Linked DNA regions of Delphinus delphis: region 1 is linked to region 2. Evidence: chromatin contacts called from public Hi-C data. All regions are on one chromosome and are shown on one strand. The core of a region is the stretch at or near the end of the contact, and the rest is flanking DNA. Distances in the headings are between cores, read along the strand shown.

The links. A called contact is a pair of places that touch in the nucleus more often than the background predicts.
Region 1: a contact with region 2 is called in a Hi-C map of lung, with 11 times the contacts expected there. The contact joins the promoter of L2HGDH here to the promoter of MAP4K5 in region 2. A contact is called at or near these places in 2 of 3 Hi-C or Micro-C datasets (lung and muscle).

The regions. Positions count from the first base shown.
Region 1 is chr2:50,420,979-50,426,742 of mDelDel1.2, forward strand. It overlaps L2HGDH (L-2-hydroxyglutarate dehydrogenase), which reads left to right and starts at 1,299. Exons shown (of 11, transcript XM_060004587.1): 1 at 1,299-1,512. The coding sequence starts at 1,373. It overlaps DMAC2L (distal membrane arm assembly component 2 like), which reads right to left and starts at 1,212. Exons shown (of 5, transcript XM_060004595.1): 1 at 1,139-1,212.
Region 2 is chr2:50,183,382-50,188,949 of mDelDel1.2, forward strand. MAP4K5 (mitogen-activated protein kinase kinase kinase kinase 5) reads left to right here and starts at 1,866. Exons shown (of 32, transcript XM_060004580.1): 1 at 1,866-1,998; 2 at 2,255-2,471. The coding sequence starts at 2,364. ATL1 (atlastin GTPase 1) reads right to left here and starts at 1,675. Exons shown (of 15, transcript XM_060004582.1): 1 at 1,592-1,675.

The DNA.
Region 1 (5,764 bases), core at 49-2,548, 240 kb after region 2:
CAAGCAGGCAACATTCCACATTATTTTCGCAAATAAAGAAAATATGTACAACTGTCCAGGTGATAAAACCAATATAAACATAATAAAAGCCATCATTTTATCGAGCACTTTACTGTGCTAACATCTGATGAGCCTTATCTCGTGTAATCCACATGAAGGAGATCCTGCTATTACTCCTAGTTCACAGAGAAGGGTCTGAGGCAAAGAGGTGAAGTGACTTCCCCAAGCTACCCGACTAATAACTGGAGCCAAATTCACACAGGCAAGAATAAGTCCTTCCAGCAATAAAGTTAAATGATTCTATTTTTGTTCAGCTGTCCTGACCCTAAAAATTAAAAAACTTCCAACAAGCAGAGAGAACAAATGTTAGTTAAACATGGTGATAAATGTTAGTTAGGCATGGTGATAAAGGATCACGTAATTTAACACAGGTTTTTCATACATTACATGGTCCACTTCCCTCATTTTACAGATAAACAGGGGTGAAGTGACCTGCACAGGTGAGTCGCTGTTCCCAGGCCCGCACAGCATATTTAAAAGTATATCTCGGTCCAGGATTTTTTTAAAAAAGGAAATAGATTGCTAAATGATGTCAGAGACCGAGACGTCTGGTTCATTTAGGTGCTCAATATTTACAGGACCAATAAATGAATGAATGGCACGTCAGGAGCCACATATATGGAAGTCCAGAAGACTGCAGGCTATCAGGCGTTGCCATGACAGAGCCTCCGTCCGGAGAGGGCTAGGGCTGGACAGCGAGCGCCCCTCCAGTGGCCACTCCACTGGGTGGGAGCCGGGTTGGAGATCGCGGTGCCCTGAAAGGAGCCTCGAGTGACGCGGGGCGGGTCTGAGGGGGGCGGGGTTGATAGGGGCGGAGCCTCGAGTGACGCGGGGCGGGGTCGAGAGGGGCGGGGCCTGGCGGGAGGAGGGGAGGCAGCTGGGCTTGCCCAAACGACAGTTTTCACCATAATCATCCTGACTTTCTTCCGCGGCCCCGAGTCCGCTCGGCGGTGAAGATCGAGGACGCCCGACTCGGTGGGCCAGATTTTCAGTCAGCCTAGCGATGGGAGAAGGGAAAGGGCAGAGGCTAACCACCACCCTAGACCCGCCCCACCCGGGGCCTAGCTCCTCTACTCACAGCGTCAAAAGGAGGGAGCGAGTTAGCGTCCCCAGCGTCTACGGCGGCGCCGGCTTGCCCTTCGCCCTCCGCCGCGCGAGTCCATTGGCCACTGGCGGCTGCTCTCACGTGGGGCGAAAGAGCGCCCCTCATTGGCCTCTGCCTGGGGGCGGGGCTAGAGAGCGCCTGGACCTGGGCAGTGTAGGGCTCAAGGGCCGGCTCCTGGGGCTTGAGGCAGGGGAGGAGGCGCAGGCGATGGTGCCAGCGCTACGTTACCTAGGCAGTGTCTGCGGACTGGCCCGCGGGGGGTTTCCCGGGGGCTTCTCCGCGGCGTGCGCGCCCGCGCCGGGGAAGCCCTGGCTGTTGTGCCAAGGTGGCCGCAGAGCCAGCACCAGGTGAGTAGCCGCTGGCCCGACCCCCCCCGCGGTCTGCGCTGCTTCTCTCAGAGGTGCCTCGTGCTGGACCTCTGCCCCTGCGCTACTTCCCTGTCCTCGGCGTGGGAGAGGGTCGGGATCCTGTGAATCCCGGGCTCCAACCTATGGTGCCAGGAGCTACCTGCTTGGATCATCTGTAGGTTTGTGGGCGAGAGGAAAAGAATAAGAAAGGCAGTGTTGAGTAGAGGTCAAGAACAGTTCTGGCTCTGAATACCACCCCACCACTTCCTATTCAACTCTGGGCGGGTTAGTTAAGCTCCTTAAAAGCTCAGTTGTGAATAGGATCCTAGTCTCGCGTTAAGTGGTCGTTTTGAGGATTAAAGGACCTAACACACTGTAAGCAACCAAATATGCTGTTTATTCGCTGGCCTTCCTGATGTTACTTGGAAGATCTAAAACCAGTCCTATATCAATCAGTTCCTGGCACACGCATGCTGCATAGAGTTGCCCCTGTGAGAAGCAGCTCAGTTAGTTGCTAATTAAACCCCGCAAAATTCAGCGCCCTGTAATTTGAAGTTTGGAGACCACATTCGCCACTACTGTTTTTCTCTGCTCTCTGTAAAGGGAATGGTTTATGCGAAGGTTTCAAAGCTGGAAAGGTCTTGGCTGTTTCGGGAACTAGAATGTGGGCAAGATGAGTGTGACTAGAGCTTAGCGGAGCAGAGATGGTGTGGAATGACATCGGAGAGGGGCTACATCACAGCACAGTTTTTGTTTTAAATACACGTGAAATTTTATTCTAAGAGCGCTGGGAGGCTTTTAAAGGGTTTTAAAGAAGTGATTAAATGTTGATGTTTCTGAAGTTGATTCTGGCTGCTGTGTATTAGTGGATTGGAGGGGGATTAGAGTGGGATAGGATTTGTGATTCATCGTGGGGGTTTGTAGACAGCTCTTTTGGGAACCTTTTTTTAAGGGAAGAAAGGTAAGGTTAGTGAAGGTTTTGTTTATACTTTTTATTTTTTCTTTTTATACTTTTTATTTTGAAATGATTATAGATCCATAGGAAGTTGCAAAAGAACAGAGAGCTCTCATGTACCCTTCTTCACCCAATTTACCCCAGCAACACCTTACATAACTGTAATAACAGTATCAAACCAGGAAATTGACATTAGCACAATCCACCGGCCTTATTCAGATTTTCATCAGTTTTAGAAGTTTTGCACTTGTTTGTTTTTTTTAAATTGCTTTACTACTTATAGACCTTTATTCTATATAACATTTAGTATCTTAAAATATTATTTTGAAAATATTATTGAAATTAGGTAGATAGATTTGGGGGAGATTTACTTCTTTATAATTTTGAGTTTTCCCATCCATGAACTTGGCATATCTTTTCATTTATGCATACTCTTTGTTACTTAAAGTTTATTTATTTGTTGATTTTTTGGCTGCATTGGGTCTTCATTGCTGCGCAGGGGCTTTCTCTAGGTGCGGAGAGCAGGAGCTACTCTTTGTAGCGGAGCACGGGCTCTAGGCCCGCGGGCTTCAGTAGTTGTGGCGCACGGGCTTAGTTGCTCCGCGGCATGTGGGATCTTCCTGGACCAGGGCTGGAACCCGTGTCCCCTGCATTGGCAGGTGGATTATTAACCGCTGCGCCACCAGGGAAGTCCCTCATTTGTTATTTAATAGAGTTGAAAATTTTTCTCTGTGAAGTTCTTTTTTCTTAGGTTAATTCTTTGATTCCCTTATTGCTTTGTAAATAGTATCTTATTTTATATTATTCTTTCAGTTGGATCTTACTGGTATAGAAGCTTCTTTGTACTTCTTATCCAGTTTTGGAACCTGGTTCATATGTGCTTCATAAAATGAGTTAGGGAGTTCTCAACCCTTTAAATTTTTCTGGAATATCTTTGATGATAGAGATTATCCGTTCCTTGAAAGTTTGGTAAAATGTATGGGTGTGTGTGTTTAGGTAGAAAGCTTTTGATGACTATTTTAATTTATAGTGATTGATTCAAAATTTCTGTTTCTTTATGCCTCAGTAATTTTGCCCGAGGAGTCCCCCACCCCGTTTCATCTATGTTATCAAATTTATTAGCATATAGATCTCCATGATACTCTTTGATTATGTTTAAGATCCTTGTTGTGTCTTTACGTATTTTTTCTTTATTATTCTGTTTTATTTATTTGTGTCATCTCACTTTTTCCCCCATTACTCTTGCCAGAGGTTTGTCTACATTATAAATCTTTTCAAATAAAAGATTTTTCTTCTTTATTATATTTTGTTATATATATGTTTTATATATTATATATACATGTTTATTTTTCTTTATTATATTTAACTTCTTGAGTTGTTAACTCATTAATTTTTGGTCCAGGAGTATTTTTAGGAGTGTCTCTTGCATGTTAAAGTTCCTGTAGCCTTGTTTACCCAAGAATAGCTTTATTGAATCCTCATATTTAAATGGGATAGTTTGGGCTTCCCTGGTGGTGCAGTGGTTAAGAATCCACCTGCCAATGCAGGGGACATGGGTTTGAGCCCTGGCACGGAAGATCCCACATGCCGTGGAGCAGCTAAGCCCATGTGCCACAACTACTGAAGCCCACACGCCTAGAACCCGTGCTGCACAACAAGAGAAGCCACGACAATGAGAAGCCCGCACACCGCAACAAAGGGTAGCCTCCGCTCAACGCAACTAGAGAAGGCCCGTGTGTAGCAACGAAGACCTAAGACAGCCAAAAATAAAAACAAATAAATAATAAATAAAAAAAATAAAAGAGATAGTTTAATTCTAGGTTAGAAGTCCTTTTTTTCTCCTTGAAAATAATGCTCCATTGACTTCTTGATTTCAGTGTCACAATTTAGAAATCTGATTTCAAGTGAATTCATGTTTCTTTAAATTTATATTTTATATTGGAGCATAGTTGATTAACAATGTCATGTTAGTTTCAGGTGTACAGCAAAGTGATTCAGTTATACATATACATGTATCTATTCTTTTTCAAATTCTTTTCCCATTTAGCTTATTACAGAATATTAAGCAATGTTCCCGGTGCTATACAGAAGGTCCTTGTTGGTTATCTGTTTTAAATGTAGCGGTGTGTACATGTCAATTCCAAACTCCCTCTCTCCCCCGACCCTGCCCCCTGGTAACCATAAGTTTGTTCTCTAAGTCTGTGAGTCTGTTTCTGCTTTGTAAATAAGTTCATTTGTATCATTTTTTTTAGATTCTGTATATAAGCAATATCATATTTGTCTTTCTCTGTCTGATTTACTTCACTTAGTATGATAATCTCCAGGTCCATCCATGTTGCTGCAGATGACATTATTTCATTCTTCTTAATGGCTGAGTAGTATTTCATTTTATATATGTACCACATCTTTATCCATTCATCTGTCGATGGACATTTAGGTTGCTTCCATGTCTCGCTATTGTAAACAGCGCTGCAATGAACATTGGGGTGCATGTATTCTTTTGAACCATGTTTTTCTCCAGATACATGCCCAGTAGTGGGATTGCTGGGTCATATGGTAGTTCTATTTTAGTTTTTCAAGGAACCTCCACACTGTTCTCCATAGTGGCTGTACCAAATTATATTCCCACGAACAGTGCAAGAAGGTTCCCTTTTCTCCACACCCTCTCCAGCAGTTATTGTTTGTAGATTTTTTGATGATGCCCATTCTGACCGGTGTGAGATGATATCTCATTGTAGTTTTGATTTGCATTTCTCTAATAATTAGTGCTGTTGAGCATCTTTTCTTGTGCCTGTTGGCCATCTGTATGTCTCCTTTGGAGAAATGTCTATTTAGCTCTTCTGCCCAATTTTTGATTGAGTTGTTTGTTTTTTTGATATTGAGTCACATGAGCTGTTTGTAAATTTCGGAGACTAACCCCTGTTGGTTGCATCATTTACAAATATTTTCTCCCATTCTGTGGATTGTCTTTTCATTTTGTTTATGATTTCCTTTGCTGTTACATGCACTCATTTTTGTGTGTGTTACTATGCAATTTAACCGCATGTGTTAATTTGTGTAACTGCCACCACAATTAAGAAACAGAAATGTTCCATCAATACAGAGATTGTGTTACCTACCCCTTTGTATTCACATCCCATTTCTCCACCCTTTCTAACCTTTGGCAACCACGAATCTATTTTTCAGCTCTATAATTTTGTCAGTTTGAAAATGTTATATAAGTGGAATCACACAGTATGTAACCCTTTAGATTGGCTTTTTTCATGCAGCATAATGTCCTTGCGATCTATCTAAGGT
Region 2 (5,568 bases), core at 616-3,115:
GAGTATCAGAAAAACATTTATCCTTGTTTCAAACTGGGAATTCAGAGTTTTCATTTTAGGAAGGCGCATGAGGTAAGTTTTCCTAAACTCTTAGTATCAGGAAAAGATGTAACTCTCTCTCAATTAACTGGTTTACTGTGATCTCAAAAACACTATAAAACCCTCTGCTTTGGCCAATTTGCTGTATTGTTCTGCTTTCTTATTTTTCCTTTCTTTAACATCATACCTATCTCCTCATTTTTATCTTATGTTATAGTATGCATTTTCTGTATGCTGCCTCAAATTCTCTGAGGAATAATGTAGGTATAAATAAGTAAGGATAAATAAATTTCAGACTAGAAAAAGAATCAATGCTTATAGGATCAAAGGGGGAAAAAAAGAAATCTATGACAGTAAATAAGTACTAGGATACCAATAGAACATTTGAAAAGATTTTGAGTCATTGAAGCCAAAAGTATTTGCCCACCAAAACAAGTGCCAAGAAGCTCTGAAAGAAGGAACTGTTCTTCAACCATTTTTTCAATGCAGCAAACACATAGGCTTTGTCCATAGAGCATGTTAAGTCTGAGCTTACTTATGTTCCCTAAATAAGTGCCCTTTGTGCACGGAGCACAAGAAAATACATATATTCCCTGTCCTGTTAAGGTGTGAATTTAATTTCTACATTATGCAATTGATTACAATGATCAACAACAAGGAGTACATTGCCCAAGAATGGAATTGAATTGGATGTTCAAAGCCGCAAGCCAACATCTGCAACTTGCTCTTTTGTGATTTTTTTCAGTCACTAAATGCAATGGCCAAGTGTTAGCTGGCTTTTTTGTTCAAACCTTCACTGGGCTCTAGAAATAACTTTGCCAGTGTACAAACTGGCAACTTTATTTCTACCTTCAGAACAAGACTGGAACTGAAACTGCAAAACAGCTTGTTAATATCAGCCAAATTACTTCCCTAAACTCCTGTTCCATATTCTGTGCATTATGAAGTATTTTACAACCTTTTATATTTTGAGAACCCTTTTTATAATCCTGTAAAATGCTTTATAAACACTTCCGGTGTCTAATGCAAAACCTTATCCTTTTCAAGCTGCAGATAAGGATACGGAGACATTGCCAAATACGATGTCTTTCTTGTCCCAGATCACATACTGAGGAAGTGGTAGAGCCAGAACCAGGTTGTGGTCCCTGACTTTGTTTCAGGTTCTGCAGAACTCGTGACCCAAGGAGCGATACCCGCGTTCAGACACCGCGTGTGCCCAACAGGGATAAAGGCCATCGAGACTTCCTAGCAATTCAGACTTTCAGAAATGTCTTGGGAAAACTCAGCAGAAGACAGGTTGCGCAGGCGTGCAGTGAAGCCTCAAACTCGTATCACTGAGAATGATTTGCAAAACAGGACGGTGCAGTAGGGTGTGCCGCGACTTAGTTAATCTGGCACTCCACTCCCCCACCTCCTTCCTTGGTGCCCCACTGCCAGGTGACTTCTCACCTGGCCCAGTGCCCTCAACGTACCTTTTCTGAACTGAGAGGGCTGCGTTCCCTTCGCCCTCGTGCCCACCCTTCTCCCTCTAGCCGTTACCTTCTAAGATTACCTGACAAAGCGGGGGGCGGTTTAGCGGAGGCGCTTCGGCCCACGAATGCCCGGGGGCGTCCCTAAGCCCCGAGGGTGGGAAGCAGAGCCTGGGCCCGGAAAGGACGCGCCGGCCCGGGGGGCGCGGCGGCCCGGCCGGGAGAGTGTCGTGTCCCGAGCAGGCCTCAGGGCGGCACTCTGGCCCTGCGGCCGGCGTACTCGGGCGGGCAGCTGGGCGCCGACCCACACTGGCCGGGAACGTGTCTCCCGGTGACGCAGCCCCGGGTGGAGAGCGTGGTGCGGCGGCGGCGACGGTACGCCCCTCCGCCGCCCGCGAGAGAACGTGCGGTGCAGCGGGAGGCGGAGACGGCGCCGAACCTGGAGCGGCCGGCGGGCGCCTGGAAGCAGGACGCTGGCGCCGGCGAGGAAGTAGGTTCCAGGCGCGGCGCTCAACAAAGAGTGGGGCCGCTCCCCTCAGGTACCCAGCCGGCCCCGGGCCCCGGCGGGCAGGCAGACCCGGCTCGGCAGTTCGCGGGCGGTCGGGGAGGGGGGAAGGGCCGAGGCCGGAACGCGGCGACTAGGCGCCGGGGACCCTTTCAGGCCCGGTGGTTCGCTGGCCCCGGCCGGGCGGAAGGGACGGGGCTGGGCCGCTCGGGGTTGTAGCCTCTGCTCGTTCCTCGTGCAGGCGGAGCTGCGGGCAGAGGCTCCATGTTGGGAAGCGGCGCCGCTCGTCCTTGTTAGCGGGAATCGGGGCGCCGCGGGCAGAGCCGGCGGGAGCCGGGCCCTGAGCGAAGATGGAGGCCCCTCTGCGGCCTGGCGCGGACATCCTGAGGCGGAACCCGCAGCACGACTACGAGCTCGTTCAGAGGGTCGGCAGCGGCACCTACGGGGACGTCTATAAGGTGAGGCAGGCCGGGCTTTCTCCCTGCGGCCCGCTGGCTCCCGGGTATAGGGCCACTTTCTGGGGAAGTATGAGGAGGGGGGAGGATGCTTTTATTGTTGCATCTTGGAGATGCCGCGGCCGGGTTCAGTGTACTCGATTCAGGGCACCTTTTATTCACTGCTTGCTCTAATCGCTCCAACAAGCAGAACTAAACACACCTTTGCAAACTACCGTAGTACTTTTTTGTGGTGTAAAGGGTTTTTAACGCTTATTTATGGTATCCAAGGGAGTTCGAATCCGCTTATGGAGTTGCCCTTGAGGATGTTCTTGTCTTAGCATGGAAAAATGCTTCCTGGAAAACAGTAGACCAGAAAGTATGTTGACATTCCGACATTTGCATAAAAAACTTTTTCATGGATAATCTTGGTTTAAAAAGCCCTATGAAACCCTGTCTCTCAATTTTAAGTCTAATACTGGGTCAGAGTGACTTGTGCACAAACATTACCCAGTGAAGAACGATGCTTTTCCCGGCAGAAGTTTCATTATTTGTATCCGCTTGATGATTCTTTTTCTACTTTAGCAGTTCCTCTCTTTGGGATTTATAACATACCATGACCAAGAGTGGTTAAGAGCTGCTGTATTTTTATTATACTCGTTTGCTTTATTTGAGACAAATGATGAGGATGAGTTACTCTTAATTTGAGATTTAAAAAAAACAGCATAGAGAAGCAAACCCAGGTCCCTAAATCCACTGAGTTCTTGAAGGATGAAGAGGAAAGATTGTTTTAGATTGCCTTATGCTTTTTGTTCTCTGTTCCAGAAAGGGAGCACTAATGCAACTCACATGGGTATATCAAGGGAAATTTCCTTTGATTCGGAACAGCTTTGTTTATTGGATTTAATGATGTTAGGTATCCCATTATTCCAAACAGCACTCCTTCATATACCTGAAATGGCTTTGTGTCATATGGGTAATTAACCAGCCTTTAGGGTATGTTGTTTTTTACAGGTAATATGGTAATATGGAAGAAAAAACATCCCTTCTTCCTAACTTTTCTGTTTTTGTGTAATATCCTCCCTATTAATAGTAACAATTTGAGGTTGTGTTATGACAGTTCTAGCACTGTTTGATTCTATTGAGATGAAATGTAATGGGTAGGCTTTTTATTCTTTAAACAAGCATTTGAATCTTCTGTACTAGGTACTGTTCTGTATGGGATGTTGAATTGGGAGGACGGTTCCAGCTTTTGCCTTGTGAATAATTTTAATTCAAAGTAGGTAATTATAATAGAATCCTCTTCTTTATGTAGAATTAGGGGTAGTTAACTCTTAACTGCTTATTCATGGATTAGACATGTTGTGGAATGCTTTTTAAACAATTGAAATTCCTATTTGCCTTCTCAGTCCCACTTTTTAGTCATCTTCATCTTATGATTCACTGTGTATTACACTAGTTCATGTTAGTCACACAATTGGTAATTAATTCAGTTCATGTTAATAATACAATAATCTGAATTCCAATTCTTGTATATTTTCTCTCCTCCCTACTACACGAAAATTTAAAATGTTTTCCCCACAAAACTCCCAAGGTCTTCACCTTTTTTCTTTATAAATATAACAACTAAAGCAACTGTCTGGAGCAGGATTTTATCCTTGCCGGGGAAAGCAAAGGGTTATATTAAAGGGACAGCTAATGCTCGGCTTTTACCCTGGTGCCTCCCTGCCCTATCTCTCTCTTCAACAGCTCCTAAACAGAGGATCAAGACAATATTTATCATACACCACTTTCAAACACCCTCCCCACAAATGATCCCCTTCCCTCATATTCATGCTCCCTCACTTTATGTGTATCCTCATTCCACACCAAGCCAGCCTCTAATTCCTAAATATCCTCAAAACCCTGGTTCTTTGTCTTTTCCTTTGTTCTAATTACCTGGAATTACCTCCCACCCCCATTTCCAACTGTTACATCCTACCTTACTCAAAGCCTCCAGGAGGCCCCAGCCCCTCCCCCTTATCTCTCCAACCTCATTTATTACTCTTCACCCTCCTTCATTCTCTTCTAGCAACACTGGCCTGCTTGCTCTTCCTTAAACATAAGGAAGAGCAAGCAGGCCAGTGTTGCCATCTTCCTACTTTTGGGCCTTTGTTCTGGCTATTGCCTCTGCTCAGAATGTTTTTACTCAGCCACATGGCTTGCTCCCTTCCCTCCTTGCTTTTATATCCTCTCAGTCTTTTTTTCCTACTTCTTTTATCTTTGCACTTATCACCATCTAATGTCATTTAAAAAAAATTTTACTGGAGTATAATTGCTTTACAATGTTGTGTTGGTTTCTGCTGTACAATGAAGTCAATCAGCTATATGTATACATATATCCCCTCCCTCTTGGACCTCCCTCCCCCCCACTCATCCCACCCATCTAGGTCATCACAGAGCACCAAGCTGAGCTCCCTGTGCTCTATGGCAGGTTCCCACTAGCTGTCTGTTTTACACATGGTAGTGTATTTATGTCAAACCTAATCTCCCAATTCATCCCACCTTTTTACTTATTTTTTCTTGTTTATTATCTATCTCAATCCACTAACATACTCTCTGAGGGCAGGAATTTTATCTCTTTTATTCACTGCTCTATCTCTGATCGTTCCTAGAATTATGCCTGGCACAGAGTAAGTACTTTCTGAACATTTGAGGAATGAATGAATGAATGAATGAATGGCTATCAGTCTTTCTGTCCCCTAATTCTCTGGGCATATACCTTATACTTTATACTTACTGGGCATATCTGGGCATATACAACACTAAGTTAGCATTTAATATTCTATATATTCCTGTAATGCCTATTATGATATCCTGTATATATATTTTTACAAATTTCAATTATTTGAGTCCTCCAGGAAAAATATTTCTGGAAAACTATTTTATAGCATATCCATTTTCAGCATTCGAAGTCCTACAGAATTTTATCAGTTTATATTTGCTCCTTAATATGCCTAAAAACATGTAACATTCAAACTGTAGTGCTGAAGTTTTTAACTCAGAGCACTTAATTTTGTTATTTATCACTGTGTTTAGGATGAGCTGAAAATCCTAGGAAGTTTTAGAAGAATTTCAATCT